2 separate regions of the Hordeum vulgare genome follow, and region 2 is linked to region 1. A link is a contact called in public Hi-C data. All regions are on one chromosome and are shown on one strand. The core of a region is the stretch at or near the end of the contact, and the rest is flanking DNA. Distances in the headings are between cores, read along the strand shown.

Evidence for each region. A called contact is a pair of places that touch in the nucleus more often than the background predicts.
Region 2: a Hi-C map of seedling shows a contact between it and region 1, with 2.7 times the contacts expected there. The contact joins the promoter of LOC123451936 here to the promoter of LOC123397957 in region 1. A contact is called at or near these places in 3 of 6 Hi-C or Micro-C datasets (leaf and seedling).

What each region holds. Positions count from the first base shown.
Region 1 is chr5H:513,496,499-513,499,782 of MorexV3_pseudomolecules_assembly, reverse strand. It overlaps LOC123397957 (carboxyl-terminal-processing peptidase 2, chloroplastic), which reads left to right and starts at 1,470. Exons shown (of 12, transcript XM_045092466.1): 1 at 1,470-1,553; 2 at 1,660-1,812; 3 at 2,138-2,220; 4 at 2,310-2,518; 5 at 2,643-2,711; 6 at 2,824-2,939; 7 at 3,045-3,120; 8 at 3,195-3,236. The coding sequence starts at 1,499.
Region 2 is chr5H:513,743,732-513,747,015 of MorexV3_pseudomolecules_assembly, reverse strand. LOC123451936 (protein PHOX1-like) reads right to left here and starts at 1,468. Exons shown (of 3, transcript XR_006632535.1): 1 at 1-1,468.

The sequences.
Region 1 (3,284 bases), core at 221-2,720:
CTTCGTTATTGATCTATTTAGGATCAACAGCAAAGAACACCATTATCATAAAACAGAACACCCCCATAAAAAAATCATAAAACAAACAGTTAGTGATACTTACCATAGAAGAGTTGACCAGTCGGCAAACAGTCGCATCCATAGATAACACGCGGCGTCGGTGTGTCGTCGGGCTGTGGCTGCGTCCCTAGTTCATCTATCGACGAGCTGGACTCAAGGCGAAAAGGCGGCGCATGCTAGGTCATGTGTCCTATGGATGTGTTGGTTATGTTGATCGAATCGGCGCTGCTGCAACGAGGTAGCCTCTACTACTTGGGCCAGGCCCAACGATCCTGATGACAAAATTACTTGGGTCATTAAGGTATATTGTAGGCCTAGTTGCCGTTATTCACGCGGTTGGAGGAAGATAGGAAAACAGGACGACATACGCTCATGGGCTATCCACGCATATGCAACACTGCATCGAGATCAAAAGTGTCTATCGGCGTCCTAGTGGCATGCACCGTGTGTTACGTTCATACCTCGCAGGGGGCCCCTAATTTCTGGGGGCCCGGGGCGGCCGCCCCCCTGCCCCCCCCCCCCCTCAGGGACGGCCCTGACAATCACAGTAGAGGCTCGTTTTCAGCTGGGGAGGCACGTCTGCAGTCAACACATAATCACCAAACACTCCGGCATCGACAGACAGACAGACAGTGCTACGTGGCCCGCGTGATCTCTAGTTAAGGATCACGCCTGCACTAGTTTGCTCGGGTTTCAAAGATGAAGGACGCATCAGAGTATAATCCTATTAACATCGGAATCAATTCTTTGATAATTCTTGTTCATTTTTCAATGCTTTGTGCTCTACGATTTTGCTAGAACTTCAAGGTAGCCGAGTGTTTTGTGTTCTACGATTCTGTTCGAAATTTGGACGTCCGGTTTAGAAAATAAAACTTTTTAAAAGTACGGATCTATGAAAAAGAAACTTCAGATTACAACAAATGACACACATGCAGTGTTGCACTTGTCGCAACATAGAAAGATGGAAGTGATCTTTCAAAAGTATATTGATTTCGCGTGGTTGCTTAAAGCCAGACATAGAGTCGCCCTATGTCTTTGGGCCACAGCCCAAAGACATCTGGGCTCCGTCGTTATCTCTGGGCCACTGCCCAAAGGGCGGCCCTGTGCGTGCTCGGCTGCATCCTCCTGAAGCTGCCGCGTTCTTCTCCTCCACACACACACACTGTCCCTCTCCTCTCCTCGCCTCTCCTCGAGCTCACCTCCTCCACCTCTCGCGCGCCCCTCCCACCGGAGCCGTGCCGGCGCCCCCATGCTCCTCCCGGTGCGCCGCCCGCACGCGGCCCCGTCCCGCCCGGCCTCCCCCCGGCACGTCTCCTCCTCCCTCGGTCTCCGATCCAGACAGGTCGACCGGGTCCTACGGGGCTCCACGGTGGCGCGGGCCAGCCCGGCGGCGACGGACGCCGCTGCTGCCGGACTCGGCCGCCGCGCGGTCGTGGGGATGGCGCTCGCCGTGTCCCTCTCCGCGCCCGCCTACTGCAGGGCGCCGCCCCCATGTAATTAACCCAGCGCTTCAGACTTCAGACTGTCCCGCGCTTCGATTCTACTCGTAGCTGACTCGCGTTTTCCTTTTCCCTCTCCCATGGTTTTGGCCCCGAGCAGCGTCCGCGCTCACGGAGGAGAACCTGCTGTTCCTGGAGGCGTGGCGCGCGGTCGACCGCGCCTACTACGACAAGTCCTTCAACGGGCAGAGCTGGTTCAGGTACCGCGAGCGCGCCCTCCGCGACGACCCCATGAACACGCGGCAGGAGACATGTATGGCCCTAATAACTGTGCAAACCCTTCTTGCTATCCACTTAGAACACTGCCTCCCTAGCGAAAATAAAACAAGTTTATTTATCCGGCCTGCACTTATGCAAGTCTTCACATGTCACTTCACATTTCTACAAAGTAGAACAAAATTCGATGATTCGATCAGAAGCACCTATTTTATGCTACCTCTCGGTTGTTGAAACTGAATTTCGTTTGTAAACATAAACACAGTGAACCGCTTAAAGAGACCATTGGTTTGTACACATATGAGAGATGCTGCGTTTTTATGCTGTGTGGTTGAATTTGCTTACCCCGGACTGTATTTCAGATGCTGCGATAAAGAAGATGCTTGCAACCTTGGATGATCCGTTCACTCGGTTATTGGAACCCGAGAAATTCAAGAGTTTGCGGGTATGATGCTCACACAAACTCTGGTTACTGCCCACTTAAAATAGTATGATCTGCTTTCTGATGCATGCCATTGCCTTTCCTGAAGTAAGTCTGGCACGCAAGGTGCTCTCACGGGTGTAGGTTTGTCGATTGGCTACCCGTTGGCAATTAATGGATCGCCTGCAGGGCTCTCTGTAATGTCAGCTGCCCCAGGGGGTCCTGCAGAAAAGGCGGGCATCGTGTCTGGAGACGTTATTTTGGCAATTGACGATACAAGCGCGCAAGACATGGACATATATGACGCAGCAGATCGCTTACAGTAAGACCTGGCTATTACAAATAAATTACTGTCAAATGCAGTGTTAGTGGAAGATGCTTGTCTATACTTGAATGTTGCATACCTAATATTTAGTGGCTAACAATCTTGCGCCAATTCTTGCTAGGGGTCCCGAAGGAAGCTCAATAGATTTGACTATTCTCAGTGGAGCTGATACCAGACATGTTGTTTTGAAGTAAACTCCTGCACACCATTCTTTTCTAGTTCCTTCAGAAGAATTACTCAGTTCTTTTACTGAAGACTAAAGAGTGGCTGTTGCTCATTCATCTTAATTTGATATATGCCAGGAGAGAAAGATATACTTTAAACCCGGTAAGGTCAAGGATGTGTGAGATTCCAGGTTCAGAGGACAGCTCAAAGATCGGTTACATCAAACTAACAACATTTAACCAAAATGCTGCAGGTTTGAGCTGTCTTTGGCCCTAAATTATACTTTATTTCTGAAGCATTTATCTTTTTGATACGTCAAGCTCTACTGACAATTCCACTTAATTTTCCTATATTCCAGGATCCGTGAAGGAAGCCATTAAGAAATTAAGGGAGAACAATGTAAAGGCCTTTGTGTTGGATCTGCGGAATAACAGGTTTTTACCTGCAGATTCGGACTGCCTTCTCACCCAATTCTGTTGAAATCTTGACATGGTTGTGTTTGATGTAGCGGTGGCCTTTTTCCTGAAGGGATTGAGATTGCGAAGATTTGGTAAGCTGTTACATCATCATATTTTAGCGCATGAGTTTTGGTCCATGT
Region 2 (3,284 bases), core at 219-2,718, 250 kb before region 1:
CTTGACAAGAACAGCCTTGAGTCCCGGGAACTTGCCGCGGACAGCCTCGCGCAGCTGCGCCATGCCGCAGCTGGCCGGCACCTGAGCCCACCGGATGTCCTCGCCAAACACGAGCTTGACCTGCCTGGGCGGCTCCTCGGCCTCCTTGACAGGCTCGGCCGCCTTCTCCTCCCCCTGCTCCTCCACGGCGGCAGCCGCGGCCTTGGCAGACGCCTTCCGGCCCTTCTTCTTCCTGGGCTTCTGCTGCTGCTTGGGCGCTGCGGCGACCACCTCCTCGGGCGTGGGCATGACGGCCTCCCCGTCCACCACAAACCCCTTCTCCTCCATGGTCCGCCTGACCCTGTCGGCGACGTCGAGCGCGGTGAGGTTCCCGGGCTCGGCAGCCAGCACCCTGTCGACGTCCCGGGCGGCGAGGTCGAGGCGGCCGAGCGCCTCGAAGCAGCGGGCCCGCTTGAGGAGCGCCTTGGAGTATTTGGGCGCGGCGTCGAGGGCGAGGTTGCACTCGTTGATGGCGCGGTAGTGGTCGGGGGGGCTCATCTGCATGTAGCAGGCGGCGAGGTTGCTGTGGAGGTAGGCGGCGTCGAGGGCGGCGGAGGCCGGGAGCAGCCTGACGGCCTTCTCGTAGTTGAGGAGGGCGCGCTCGTAGTCCCGGCGCTGGAAGAGCTTGTTCCCCTCCTCCCGCAGTTCCTGCGCCATCTCCGCGAAGATGGTCTCGTCCCCGTCGAGCACCTTGGAGCCCGACCGCTCCAGCGCCCCCGGCTTGCTTCCCCCGTGGTGGTCGCCCCCGCCGCCCTTGCCGGCGCCGGAGGAGGCCCGCTTCTTTTTCAGCGACGGCTTCCCCATCCGGAACCCCGCAAATCCGAATCCGCCGCCGGGAACAGACGAAATCCTCCGCCGCGCCGCGCCGCCTCGAACCCTCCGACGGGACGGGACCCAAATCCGGTGGACGGACGGGAGAAGGCAGAGGAATTCTTCTTGCCCGATCCCAGGAAGAAAGGAAGGAAGGCAGGAGGGCAGACGGCAGCTTCAAGTTGAAGTCAAAGCAGGGTCGACCGAGGCAGAGGAAAGGAACGCAGCGCACGGGGTGGAAGAAAAGAACGGAGCAGGTGCGGGAGGGCGGAATATTTGTGGGTGGAGGGGAGGGGAGGGGAGGGGATGCGTGGAGACAAATAAAGGAACAACGGCTCGCCGCCCGCCGCCGCGTCGTCCTCTTTCTTCGCCCGGAGGGAACAATATTCTTCTTCCCCCTTCTTCTTCTTCCGGCTCCTCAATCAAAAAAGACGAGATTTTTGGCCGAGTTCTGGGGAATGGGGTTGGCTTGGTCCGGTGGGTTTGGTCCGGTGGGGTTGCGTGCGCGCGGTCACGGAGGGAGCGTGTGGTGGCGGCGACAGCGGGGAGGCCGCCAGCGAGAAAGGAAAGGAGCCAGTGCGGTGCGGTGGGTAGGCGGCGGTAATTACTTGCCCAAATTAGTTAGTAGCTAAGCTAACGCGCGTGCGCCGCCGTCCCTCCCCCGGGGGTCGGGTCAGGAGGAGGGGGATTAGATTAGGGTTTGCTTGCGGCTTTGCGCTGCTAGCCTCCGTCGACGTCGCTGTCGATGGCCGGCGGGGCGGTGGGCCGACCGACGGGCGGCCTGGGAGGGACCGTGCTCGCTATCTCGTGCCGGACGGACAGCCTAGTCGCGCTGGGCCGTATGTGCCGCGTCCTTGTCCCATTCCGCCTAAGCTCCCCTCTTGTAAGTAAGAAAAAAAAAAAAAAGGTTGTCGTTTCTCAAAAAAAAAAAAAAAAAATTGTCGAAGAATTGTCCGTCTGGCCGTATGCGCTCTCAGCTCATATGAAAAGCCGAGCCCCGCACATGTTTTTGTGTTAAAAAAAACATGTTCTCTAATTTCACAATCTGTGCGTAAATTTGAGTTCCGCACAAAACAAGTTTAGGGTTACAGGGTTGCGGGCGCATGTTTTTATTTTTCCTGTTTATTGCCCGCTCGGGGCGGCGAGGATAGGATGGGAGGAGAGTTGGCGGAAGGAGGAAGGAGGAAGAAGATTAGGCTGGAGGAGAACAAAATGGTACCGGGCCAGGAGGCAAAATAGACTCACACTAAAAGAACATATAGGTGTCACACGGAAGAAAAGATAATATAAAACAAATATCCTCTATCGGTCCCTTCGTCTTTGTTGGCTTATTTGTGACACCATCATCGTGAGCTACTCGTCGTCGTAGTTGCGGCATCAACGAATGCACCTTGGTGGATGTTGGGTACTACCACCTTGAGCGGGTTGAGGGTGTGTGGTGATATCGGTATGCATCGATGACACCAAGGGGGGAGCTATGGTTGGGCCAAACTTGGCCATGGCCCGCCTAGCTCAATAGGAATTCAGTTAGAGTCTGGTGCTAAATCTGGGCCCCAAAAGCGAAATTACAATGGTATTTTCTTAAGTCGGTTGCTTTGCCCCGTCCAAAGAAATGGTTAAAGCTTCACCACTGGATAGGACGCAAATATGATGTAAAAGGGGGATTAGGTCCACTTGTGAGCATCGATTTTGGTTGTCGGACACATGATCAAAGTTTTTTTTGGAATAAAACACATAGTCGTAGTTGGTTTGTACAAAATGAGCTAGTTCTTCATAAAGAAGGAAGAAGTATTAGGCTGGAGAAGGAAGAAGGGTGCCTCGGCCTCTTGGCAAAATTGACTTACACTAAAAAACAATGGGGCATACATATAGGCGCCCCCTCCCTCCACATAAAAACGACAATTTAAAATAAACATCCTCTATGTATCTCTTTGACTTTGCTACCTCGAGCGGGTTGGGGATATGTGGTGGGATCGGTCTAAACAAGTAGGATGGAATTATGGTGCATCGAGGTAATGTAAAAGAGTGGTCAGATCCACTTGTGAGCATCGGTTTTGGTTGTTGGACGCATACTCGATGTTTTTTTAGAACAATAAGTAATCATAGCTGTACTGTGAGCTAGTTTGAAGCTTCAACCCCAGAATAAATTCGAATTTGAATTATTTTCCTCAAAAAACAAGAAATTTGAATTTGTTTTTTTTTTCCTATTTGATTTTGCGCTAGAAGGCCCAGCCTGACCTGGGGTGCTAATAAATTGCGCAGACATGCCCGAATAATGGCCCGTACGAACGAGATGGACTTTATCCGTGCTGGATGACGGGCCGGCCCACTTGTACCCGCAGCCATTACTCCATCACATCACGTCGTCAGTAACTCCCGGTGACGTGCCGCACCCAATCAGCGCGCGCCACGTCAGACACGCCACCGTCACCGAC